2 separate regions of the Mus musculus genome follow, and region 1 is linked to region 2. A link is a contact called in public HiChIP or PLAC-seq data. All regions are on one chromosome and are shown on one strand. Each heading gives the region's core, a stretch centred on a gene start, on an enhancer-like site or on the middle of the called end of the contact. The rest is flanking DNA. Distances are from core to core; before and after follow the strand shown. Region 1 holds the start of Hipk3 (homeodomain interacting protein kinase 3). Region 2 holds the start of D430041D05Rik (RIKEN cDNA D430041D05 gene).

The links. HiChIP or PLAC-seq counts read pairs in DNA pulled down with a chosen protein or histone mark.
Region 1: an H3K4me3 HiChIP or PLAC-seq map of the SCID.adh cell line shows a contact between it and region 2, with 20 read pairs. The contact joins the promoter of Hipk3 here to the promoter of D430041D05Rik in region 2. A contact is called at or near these places in 3 of 39 promoter capture datasets (the SN4741 cell line, cranial neural crest and embryonic stem cells), 2 of 484 Hi-C or Micro-C datasets (both in embryonic stem cells), 2 of 115 datasets of contacts at active chromatin or transcription factors (the SCID.adh cell line and embryonic stem cells) and 2 of 9 other capture datasets (adipose tissue and liver).

The regions. Positions count from the first base shown.
Region 1 is chr2:104,493,227-104,498,147 of GRCm38.p6, reverse strand. Hipk3 (homeodomain interacting protein kinase 3) reads left to right here and starts at 3,659. Exons shown (of 16, transcript NM_010434.2): 1 at 3,659-4,200.
Region 2 is chr2:104,408,088-104,412,870 of GRCm38.p6, reverse strand. D430041D05Rik (RIKEN cDNA D430041D05 gene) reads left to right here and starts at 2,260. Exons shown (of 21, transcript NM_001368844.1): 1 at 2,260-2,942. The coding sequence starts at 2,708.

The sequences.
Region 1 (4,921 bases), core at 2,410-4,909, 84 kb before region 2:
TTCTTGGCACACCTTGTTCCCCCCTCCCGTCCCACATGGTGGGGAGAAAAAAAGGACCGGAAAGAATACCTAGGAGCTGAAGGGGAGAAAATAACAACCAGCAAACTCCTCAAAGCCTAACTTCCTTGAGGAAGATAGCTGTGTGTGGGTTGGTGACTCAGGCTGTGACAGAGTTCCAAGGTTTTTCTGGAAACTGCAGTGCTTTGAATAGAAGCATTAGCATGGTGAGCTACGGCTGTTCGAGGCCATTTCTTGAAGCTGACACCTGTGTGCAGTTCAGTAGAGGTGGATACAAGGGCAGTGGATGGACTGGCTCCCTCTGGACAGAGTACCATCAGAGGTGGAGGCAGACCTTAGAGAAAGACCAAAGTCTGTGACTGCTTTGCAGGCTGGGTTTGTGAACAGCTTCTTTCTGCTTACATAGAAAAATCTATTCTTTCATTTTATAAATATTTATTGCGTTTCTATTCTAGACTGTGGGGGATCAAACAACTGACAAATGACAAAAAAAATGTTCCTTTTGGAAGAAGACAGAAAATGTACATGAGTGTATCTAAAATGGCTGGCCCTTGGGAGAGACGGAAAGATACTAAGCTATGCTGGGCCTGGTGCAGGTCTGTGATTACAGCCACTGCGATCACACTAGTTACAGGCTGCTGAGAAAGGAAGCTACAAGTTCAAGGCCTGCCTAATTTATGGAGAGAGCTCAAGGTCAGCCTGGGCAGGTTAGTAAGACCCTGTCAGAAAATAAAACATAGAAGAGGGACTGGGATATTGCTCAGTGGTAGAGTGGTGCTTTGCACTAGGTTCAGTCTCTGGGGCTGGGGGAAAGAAAAATCAAGAGTGGTGTGAAAAAGTTGAGGCCAGCCTGGTCTACAAAGTGAGTCCCAGGACAGCCAAGGCTATACTGAAAAACCCTGTCTCTCAAAAAACCAGAAAAAGAAGTGAGGGAGAACTTGGAGGGAACCTTGGAACCCGAGGAAGGGCCGACTGGAAGGACAGGACTTGGGAGATAGCGAGTTTCCAGTACTCCAATCCAGGGTAGGGTCTGGCAGCACTGGTTTAGGCCAATGTGATTTTGGCTTTTCACTCTCATAGAGATGGCTGCTATTGGAAGAAAAATTAGAATAAGGAGAAAGAAAAACAAATGGATTCCACGGAGTATTCTTTCATCCAAAGATTGTAGTGACTTCTTTGATTGCACTTTTACCTTCCCAAATAAACCCTTCTTCACTGGCTTCCTTTGCCGTGGAGTGAAGTTCTGAGCCTACCCTGCTCAATGGCTTTCTGCCTTGTCCATTGACAGTTCTCAATGAGCTCTCCTGAGTGAGCCTGGGCCTCACTAACTGGAGGAGGCAGGCTAGCCAAAGGCCTTCTTCCCATCACTGGACTTACTGGAGTTAACTTTTTGTGTGCTGACTTTAAACCCTTAATTTTAGGACTCCCTGGACCTGGAAAACTTTTTTGAGACAGGGCTCAGGTGGGCTTTGAACTCACCGTGTAGCCCAGACTGTTTTGAACTAGAGGTTTTCTTGCTTCAGGCTCCTGAGTCACAGGCCTGTGTCTCTCTGTCAGAAGTAGCCTGTATTTAAACATATTTGAAACTACGAGAGGATGATTAGTCTTTCCTCACTCCGGGAGGAAGTCAGTCTGTATTCTGAGATGGCTTGGCACTCACTATGAAGCCCATGGTCCTGGACTCTGCAAGATCGTCCTAGCTCAGGCTCTGGAGTACTAGGGACCAGGAGTGAGCCACTACACCCCATTTAGAACCATCCTTCTAAAAATATGAACTTAACAACCAAAGGCCACTTCATGGTTTTGAAAGACCATCTGTATGTTCCAGCTCAGAACGGATTTGGGGGGGGAAGAGACGAAGTGGATTAGGTTAGGACACAATAGGTTCCCTAAGGAGGGGGTCTATTTATCTAGCAAGCTTTACTGGGAAGGTTTAAGTTAGGTACTATATTTAGTCACTGGCAAGGCAAGGGTTAAAAGAAAGGTGACAGAAATCCTTCCTGGAATTCATAGGAAGGGGGTGGGGTGGAGTGAACTACTCAGCAGAAGGGGGGTGGGGAGCTCACTTCCAGCCTCTTCATAAATGTAGCAAAATGAGGAAAGTCTTCCATTAGGAGGCTAGAGATATGCTTGCAAAAGATATGCTTGCTTGTGAAAAGTAAATTCTAATGGAGAGAGTTCTCTATTAGTGTAGATTTCTATCTCTCTCTCTCTCTCTCTTTTTTTTAGCAATAATTTGTGTTTGGTTTTCAGATTATTGCCTTAAAAGAAATCCAATGTAAATGCTAAAGAATAAAGAATGGCTCCGACATTGCCCTCCTTTTGGATGTAGAGGGTAATCTCGAGCCTCTTCCGGTTCTGTCCATCTACCCGGCGCTGGCAATAGAGACTTGCATCACTGTGGCCATCTCATGCATACACCTTTTCTAAAAATCAGTCATTAGCTTTTCTACTTTAGTCTTCACTGTACTCCTATCTTGAAGAAAACACTGGTCACTGGAAAAAGGATTATCAGTGGCCTCGAGGGGATACCCTTTCCCCCTTTAAAGACATTCTACACAGTCCTAGTTTGAAAGGCAATAGGTAAAGGACTAGTATCTACCCAGCGAGTTGACCCTCCCTTTAGCCCCAGCTGCTGCAATGGAGAATATGTGTGGAGAAATAACATCGGCAAGCTCAGTCCTTCTAGTAAAGGAAGAAAGCAAAGGACATCTCCATTATAGAGACAGAGGTGCTTGCGTTGCGGAAACGTTAAATATTAGTTTAGAACCCAGACGAAACAGGTGGCAAAATAGGTTTACTGAATGATGGGTTGCTTCGAAGATAGATGCTTTCTGGAGAGATAGATGGAGGGGAGAGGGGTGGAGACTAAAGCTTTGCTCTTTAACCTTGCTCACGTCATCGAAACTTGTCTAAACCCTTGTCTTAGCATAAGAGTTTGGACTATGCATCAGTAAGATTCTTTCATCTCAAATTCCATGGTTCTATGGTTACGTGGGTGGAAATGGACCATTCTGTCGATTTCCTAGTTTCCAGGAGCGAAGAAACTAGCTTGGGTGTGGAACTAACTCGATGGAGAATTATCAACGTAGAGGTGGGCAGCTTCTCAACCACTGTGGTGGTGCACTTGGAAAACTTCCAAGAGAGTCCGTCCCTCATTCTTTGACGTGGTGTGACAAGTCTCCTGCTGTTTTGGAATGGGGGAGCGAGAAGGACCTATTTTAGGCTTAGATTATTCATTCTCTTTCTGCGTTTTTAGACTCCTAAGATGCCAAGAAACAGATTCTAAAGGGGTGGGAAGAGAATTAGGATGGGGTAACCTGGAAAGGCCTGTGGAATCCTGCTTCCGCATCTGAACCCCTTTGGGTATTAGGATTGTCCCTTAAATGTGTATTTTTGGGCCCGGAGTCAGGTTCAGAACTGCAGAGGAGGGCTGACGGAAGCCGTTCCTCTTGGAGGGGATGGCGTGAGAGCTCAGGGTTGGATCCGCGCGGGCCGCCTGGCGGGCTGCGAGCGTCAAGGGCGCGGCTGCAGGCGGACCCTGGGGAGGGGCTTCGCGGAGGCGCCGCGGCCCTACCCGAGCGGGGCCGCCCGGGCTCGGCGCTCAGAGCGGCCGAGCGGGCGGTGGCGCTGCGGAGGCGGCGGCCGAGGCCGGCGGGCGCGCGGAGGAGGGGCCCGATATCGGGGCGGCCTGCCGCAGCTGCCCGGGTGACGACTGCCGGCAGCGCGGCGCCCCGAGGAGTCCGAGCCGCAGGCCCCGGGCGACGCGGCCTCGCAAGCAGCCCTCGTCCTCGTCTCAACTCCGGGGAAATGGGCCCTCAGCACCGCGGGCCCTGCATCCCTTGTTGCCCGTAGGCCCCGGTGGCCCGCCGGCTTGTCACTGCCCCTCTCCCCAGTCGAGCGGTCCCCACCCCAGGTCCCCGGGAAGGAAGATGAGGGAGACGGGCCCGGCGATCGGCAGCCAGAGAAGCAGCAGCAGCGGTCGGGGGAGGGTGTTTCGCCGTTTCCTCTCAGCCGCCAGGACAAGATGGCAGCGGCCGCCGAGAGGGGCTGAGCCCCGGCTGGGTGGCGCCGCCTGCTGAAGCGCTTGGCTCCGGGTCCCCGCACGGCCCCCGCGACCCACCCCGGACATGCTCAGGGCTGCGGCCGCCCGAAGCGGGGAGAGCGCGGGCCTCTAGGAAGGTAAGGAAGCCAGGCAAGGGCGGGTAGCTCGGCGCCGTCGCGGGGCCTCGGGGGCCGGGGGAACCCTCGGAGCGACGGCTCTCCGTTCCCGCCCGGTTGTCCAGTGCGGCCGGCCCGGGCGGTTCCCGAAGGCCGGCGCCAAGCCAGGCCCGAGGAGGCCGTACGCGGGGACTGCGCGTGCTTTCCGCGCGCGCTTGGCGCAGCCTCCGGGAAGCCGCCCTGGCCGCGCCGGGCTGTCCGGGCCTTCCCCCAAGCCTAGGTTGCGCAACGGCTCTTCCCAGCAACCGAAGTTTTGTTTGGTCCCACGGGGGCCCCCCGTTTCGGCTCGGCGGCTCTAGGCCGTCACTACGGAGACCTCGTTCCTTTCATTGATGGGAGCGAAGACCAACGTGCACGCACGCCGCCGCCGGAGCGCCCAGCCCCGTGGCTGCGCCGCGGAGGCTTGGTGGCCCTGTCACCGGCGTCGCGGGGCGGCGGGTTTGGAGGGTGTCAACTCTGGAGACGTGCGTGCGTGTGATTGTTGGGGAGGAGAAATGTGATCCGAGGCTTCGCGTCCCCAGCGGCGGCGGGAGGAAGGCGTGGCGGCCGCGCGGCGGGGCTGTTGCCGGCTTCTCTCGTTACGGCGGCGGCGGCCCTCTTCCCTTCGCGCTGTGGGGAGACCAGCGGAAAGGACTCGGGACCAGAATGTCTGTTTTCCTGTCTGGGGGGAGACGGCTGTTGT
Region 2 (4,783 bases), core at 1,011-3,510:
CTTTAAGGAAAAATCCAGATGTATCCAGAACCTCCCACGAGTAGTCCTGAATGTCCCTTCCTCCTCCTGTCCCATTTCTCCATGTACTGTGTTGTTGAATGAGCATGTTGACTTTTGCAAGCCCTCCCTCCTGCCTCCCTCCCCACCCCTACTGGGCACACGTGGTCTTTGTGTCTGTCAGTCAGAACGTGCCTAGACTTTGGGCCGTCATCCCAGTCCCCATTTCCTTCTCAGGGATCACCATTTGCCATTCCTCCCCCCAACCTCCTCAGGGCAGGGTTTCTCTGTGTAGCCTTGGCTGTCCTGGAACTCATTCTGAAGACCAGGCTGGCCTTGAACTCAGGGATCTGCCTGTCTCTTCCTGAGTGCTGGGATTTAAGGAATGTACAACCACTGCCCTGACTTGTAAGTTTCTTAAAACAACTCCAAACGGTACGGTACATTTAACGAAAGGGCAAGGGTCAGTCACAACCCCCCAGGGAAGGATGAATACCCCTCATCCAAAATGCTTTGGGGCCAGAAAGGCTGCACATTTCAGAGTCATCTGGGTCTGGGGATACCTGTGTATGAGTGTGTCTGATCTGAAAATTTGAAGTCATTCAGAGTTCACGTCCCCAGGTCTTAATTATTGCTTTATTCATTTAGAGTATGGAGATAAAGATTAAAAGACAACTCTCAGGAGCTGTTTTTGTCTTACCATGTAGGTAGGTCCCAGGGACCAAGCTCAGATTGCCGGTCTTGGTAGCAGGTGGCCTCGCTCCATGAACTGTCTCACCAGCCCTGGGACTTTTTTGAGTGCTGATATGGCACAGAGGTGTTTCATATTTTTTTGAGCATTTCTGATTTTAAGAACCCACACTACTGCAGTTCAGATCTGAAATGCACGATAAGACACACCTGCTCTCTGAAGTTAGCGTGTGCAAATACATCTCCTGCTTTGCAGTCTAACTGCCGTCCTGCGGACACAGGTGAGGGGGAGACAAGCCTTCTCCAGAACCATGGGCCATCGTGGTATGTGTGTGTGTGTAATAGAGAGAGAGAGAGAGAGAGAGAGAGAGAGAGAGAGAGAGAGAGAGAGAGAGAGACAGAGACAGAGACAGAGACAGAGACAGAGAGAGACACACACAGAGAGAGAGGATGAATGAGAGAGCAGCTTCCATTTCTCAGCATCCCCCTGCTTGCTGTGCTGGGCCTGGAACACACCAGGCCAGGCCGGCCTCAGAGGTTTGACCTCACGGATCTCTTTAGATTGTTTCTTCAGCTTGCCTTGTTCCTTGACCTCCTTCTGGTCTTCTCCCACATGTCACCTTCTCAGTGAAGCCTCTTTACCTCCTGTTTACTGCTGCAATACCTCCATCTCCACTTTCCAGCATTTTACCTTACCATTTTCTCTGAGGCTTTTTAAGCACTGTCTGGTAGTCAATTTATTACCTACAGAGATTATGTTTGTGGCTCCTGTCCAAGTGTCTGGAATAGGGCCCGGCATATAACAGGGCCAGGTCAGTGCAAATGCTTTTCCCTGACACAGTCGCTGGCAAGCAATGGGTGCTGCTGGGTTTGCTGCTATCCTGTGGACAACTTATTGACTGAAGGGAGTTTGAAGCACCTGCGAACTAGATAGCCTGCTCAAGGGTACAGATGCAGAACAAGGGTAAGGGCAGAAGGACAACTCAGCTGACTCTGCCCTTTCATCCTACTAGAGAGAGACTGACTAGTCAGCTCTCTTATTTGGGAAAGACTTTTTGGAAATGCCTGTAGTTGTCCCAAAGCTCAATGCACTGCCTCTCTCATAGTATGGCTGCAACAAATGTTTATAACGTGTTTTATTTACTTCAGTGTTTCATTGCAAATAGGGCACAACAGCTCTAGTTCTTTGGGGGTAAATTTGGCAGGCAGGTGTCTGCCAGCCCCCCAGAGTAGCAGTGAACAACCTGCACCAAGCTCTTCCGCTCATCCTCGGAAAGCTTTTCCAAGATGCAGGTTGAGCACCTAGCTTTCTCAGCACGTTGACCGTCGACCGTGAAGGTATCTAGGTGTCCAGTCCCTTCTCCGGTCAGAGGGCTATCCCAGCCTACCTTTCCTTCTCACGATCTGGGAACCCTGGGCGGAGGAAAGTCCCCCTCAACGAGGACCTCGCCAGCGCAGGGCAGGGTTCAGCCCCGCGCGCGGGAGCTGGGGGCGCGCGGTGGTTTCGCGCGGGGATGCGCGCGCGCGCCTGCCTCGCCTCCCTTGCCCGCTCCTGTGCTACGTGCTTTCTTTGTCAATGAGGCGCCGCTCGGAGCTGCAGTAGCTTTCGCGGCTGGAGCCAGAGCCTAGCGATCCAGTGAACCGACAGAGATAGAGACCTGGGCGCAGGGGCGGCGGCGGGCGGCACGCTGCACGAGCTAGGTCCGCGGGTCTCCGTGTCTCGCAGCCTCGCGCTCGAGGTGTAGCATCCGGCCCTGGGGAGGGGACCGGGGCGCCGCCCGTCCCACCCTCGCCGCACCGTGGGAACCCCCATGCAACCCCGGTACCCGCGCGCCTGAAGCCGCGGCTCCATTGAGCCCGCCTCCCACCGAGGCAGGACGAGCGAGCAGCTCGCACCTCCTGCCTCCCTCCGACTCCCGGGCCATGGCCCGAGATGCCCGGTGAGGAGCGGTGCGCGGAGGGCTGGGCTCACCGGCGCGGTGTGGAACGAGGCAGCGGCCTGGATGTATGAACAGTCCCTATGGCTCTGCAGGAGGCGAAGCCCCAGGGCCCGAGCGAAGCTGAGCCGGCAGCGCGGGAGCCCAGGGACCGGCTCCGGGAGCAAGGGCTCTGCGGGGCGGGCGGGATCGCCGCGCGTTGCCAGGGCGTGAGAAGCTCCGAGGCCCGCCGGTCCGAGGATGTGCTGCTGCGGCGGCCGCTGCTGCTGGGACTCTTGCTGCTGGCTGCCCTCTCCGGGCACTGCTGGGCCGACTCCGGTAAGCGCTTGGCAGCGGCTCTCCGCCCGCGGCGGGGTCTGGAGCCGCTTAACCGCGTGGTGGTGGGTGGTGGGCTCTTTGCAGCACCGCCAGGCTTTTATTTGCCCTTAGCAGTTGCACCAGCGGGCGAACTGTCAGAAATCTGTCTCTTGAGAAGGCATCGTGGGCGGTGAAGAAAGAGGCACGTTTTTATCTTTAATTTTTCCTCCCTGGACAAGTTGTAAATGCTTCCTGGTGGTCCCACAAACACGCTTCCTTTAGCTAGACATGGCGTAGTTAGGATAGCATAAAAGAGACCTGTTCAGTGGGATGTTGTGGATGTTTTGGGCTTCCCGTTGCTAGTATTCACTTTGTCTTAAGTGCAAGGAATGACCTGAGAGTTTGAAGCAATTTCTGTGTCAAAATAGCGTTCCCCCGTTGCTCATAACAGGTTCCCCTCCCTTCCTTTTGGGAATGAGGTACTTAAAATAATTGATTGCATTTTGCAAAAGGTTCAGGCATTGATCAAATGTATACCTATTTTTTACAAGAGGCTCGTTGAAGAAGAGTCACTCTTGGTGCTCAGACCACCAACGATCCTTCAGAAACAGATTTCTGTACTTCCGCGGACGATTTTGTGGATCTGTTGTAACTATTTGGGCAGAATTATTCTGCAGAAGTGCTTTGAAACTTACACTGCGCGGCCAGCCATGGTCTTTGAAATAAGAATGATTGCTATGACTCCCGTGAAGGGCAAGCTTCTGTGTTTGTGGTGGAATTCTAGATTATAGATACATTCAGCCTAACAAATGCAAACCTCTCATTTTAGGTAACTGGTTTCTGTAGTGCTGCAGCTTTTAGTGAGGACCAAGGAGAACCGCCCCTCGCCCTCCAACACGTGTCTATGTATGGCCTTTCCCCATATCAGATTGGAAGTCCCAGTTTTGAAGGAGCTTATACCAGTTTTAAATTACGTATTCTGGTGGGCTATATCTATATAACTGTTTAATTTAAAGCCATTTCCCTTTGATTCACTTAAAAGTCACTGACAAGGAGTCTGTGTGTCCAGGAATTTCTGTTGTGATTCTTTCTTGTAGTTCCAAAATTCAGTAGTTGACCTTCTAGGGACTCCGACCCTCTGGCTTTATATATGTGACACAATGTTGAGAGAAGTCATGAAGAAGGCATAAGGAAGCCCCTTAGTGACCACCGGCTGAGAACCACAGAGGTTTTGGTTAGCACTCACCCAATTCTTGATAGTTCTGTAAACCGTTTGAGAGCTTTTATGCCTTGAATGTTGCTCATTTGCTCGCAGAGACTGAGAACTGTTCAGCCATCTGTGACGTGAAATTTAGCTTTCCTGTATTGCCCCATTCAGGCCCATGCCAGCCGATTTTTTTTGACAGGGTTTTGGATTTCTGATCTCCCTTCCAACCTTTGTATTTGGCTCCTTCTCAACCTCTGAGTCTTTGCTTGGCTCATCTTTCAGTCAGCCAGAACCTTCTCTAGGGGACTTGTCATCTTCATCTTTTGCTCTTAGTCTGCCCCCCCCCTCCGCTTTTTTCTTGAAGTATACTGGTCCCGAGACATAGCCTAGGATAGGCAATCAGAATGAAAGTGGGTGTCATTCAAACATCTGTTCTCTGAGGCCTGTTATTTCCCCCCTTCTCATTAGAGTTGGTTTCTCTGTGCTATTGGGGTGCCTTTTCTACTGTCACCTTCAATGCTCAGTTTTCCATGGACAAGACCACCTGTGGCTCCACTGCCTGCCTCTGAGCTTTGCAGCATCCTGTGGCTTTACCACGGATTCCATTTTTATGACTGGCTTCTTGGTGGCAGAGTGAACACTGGGCATCCAGTCT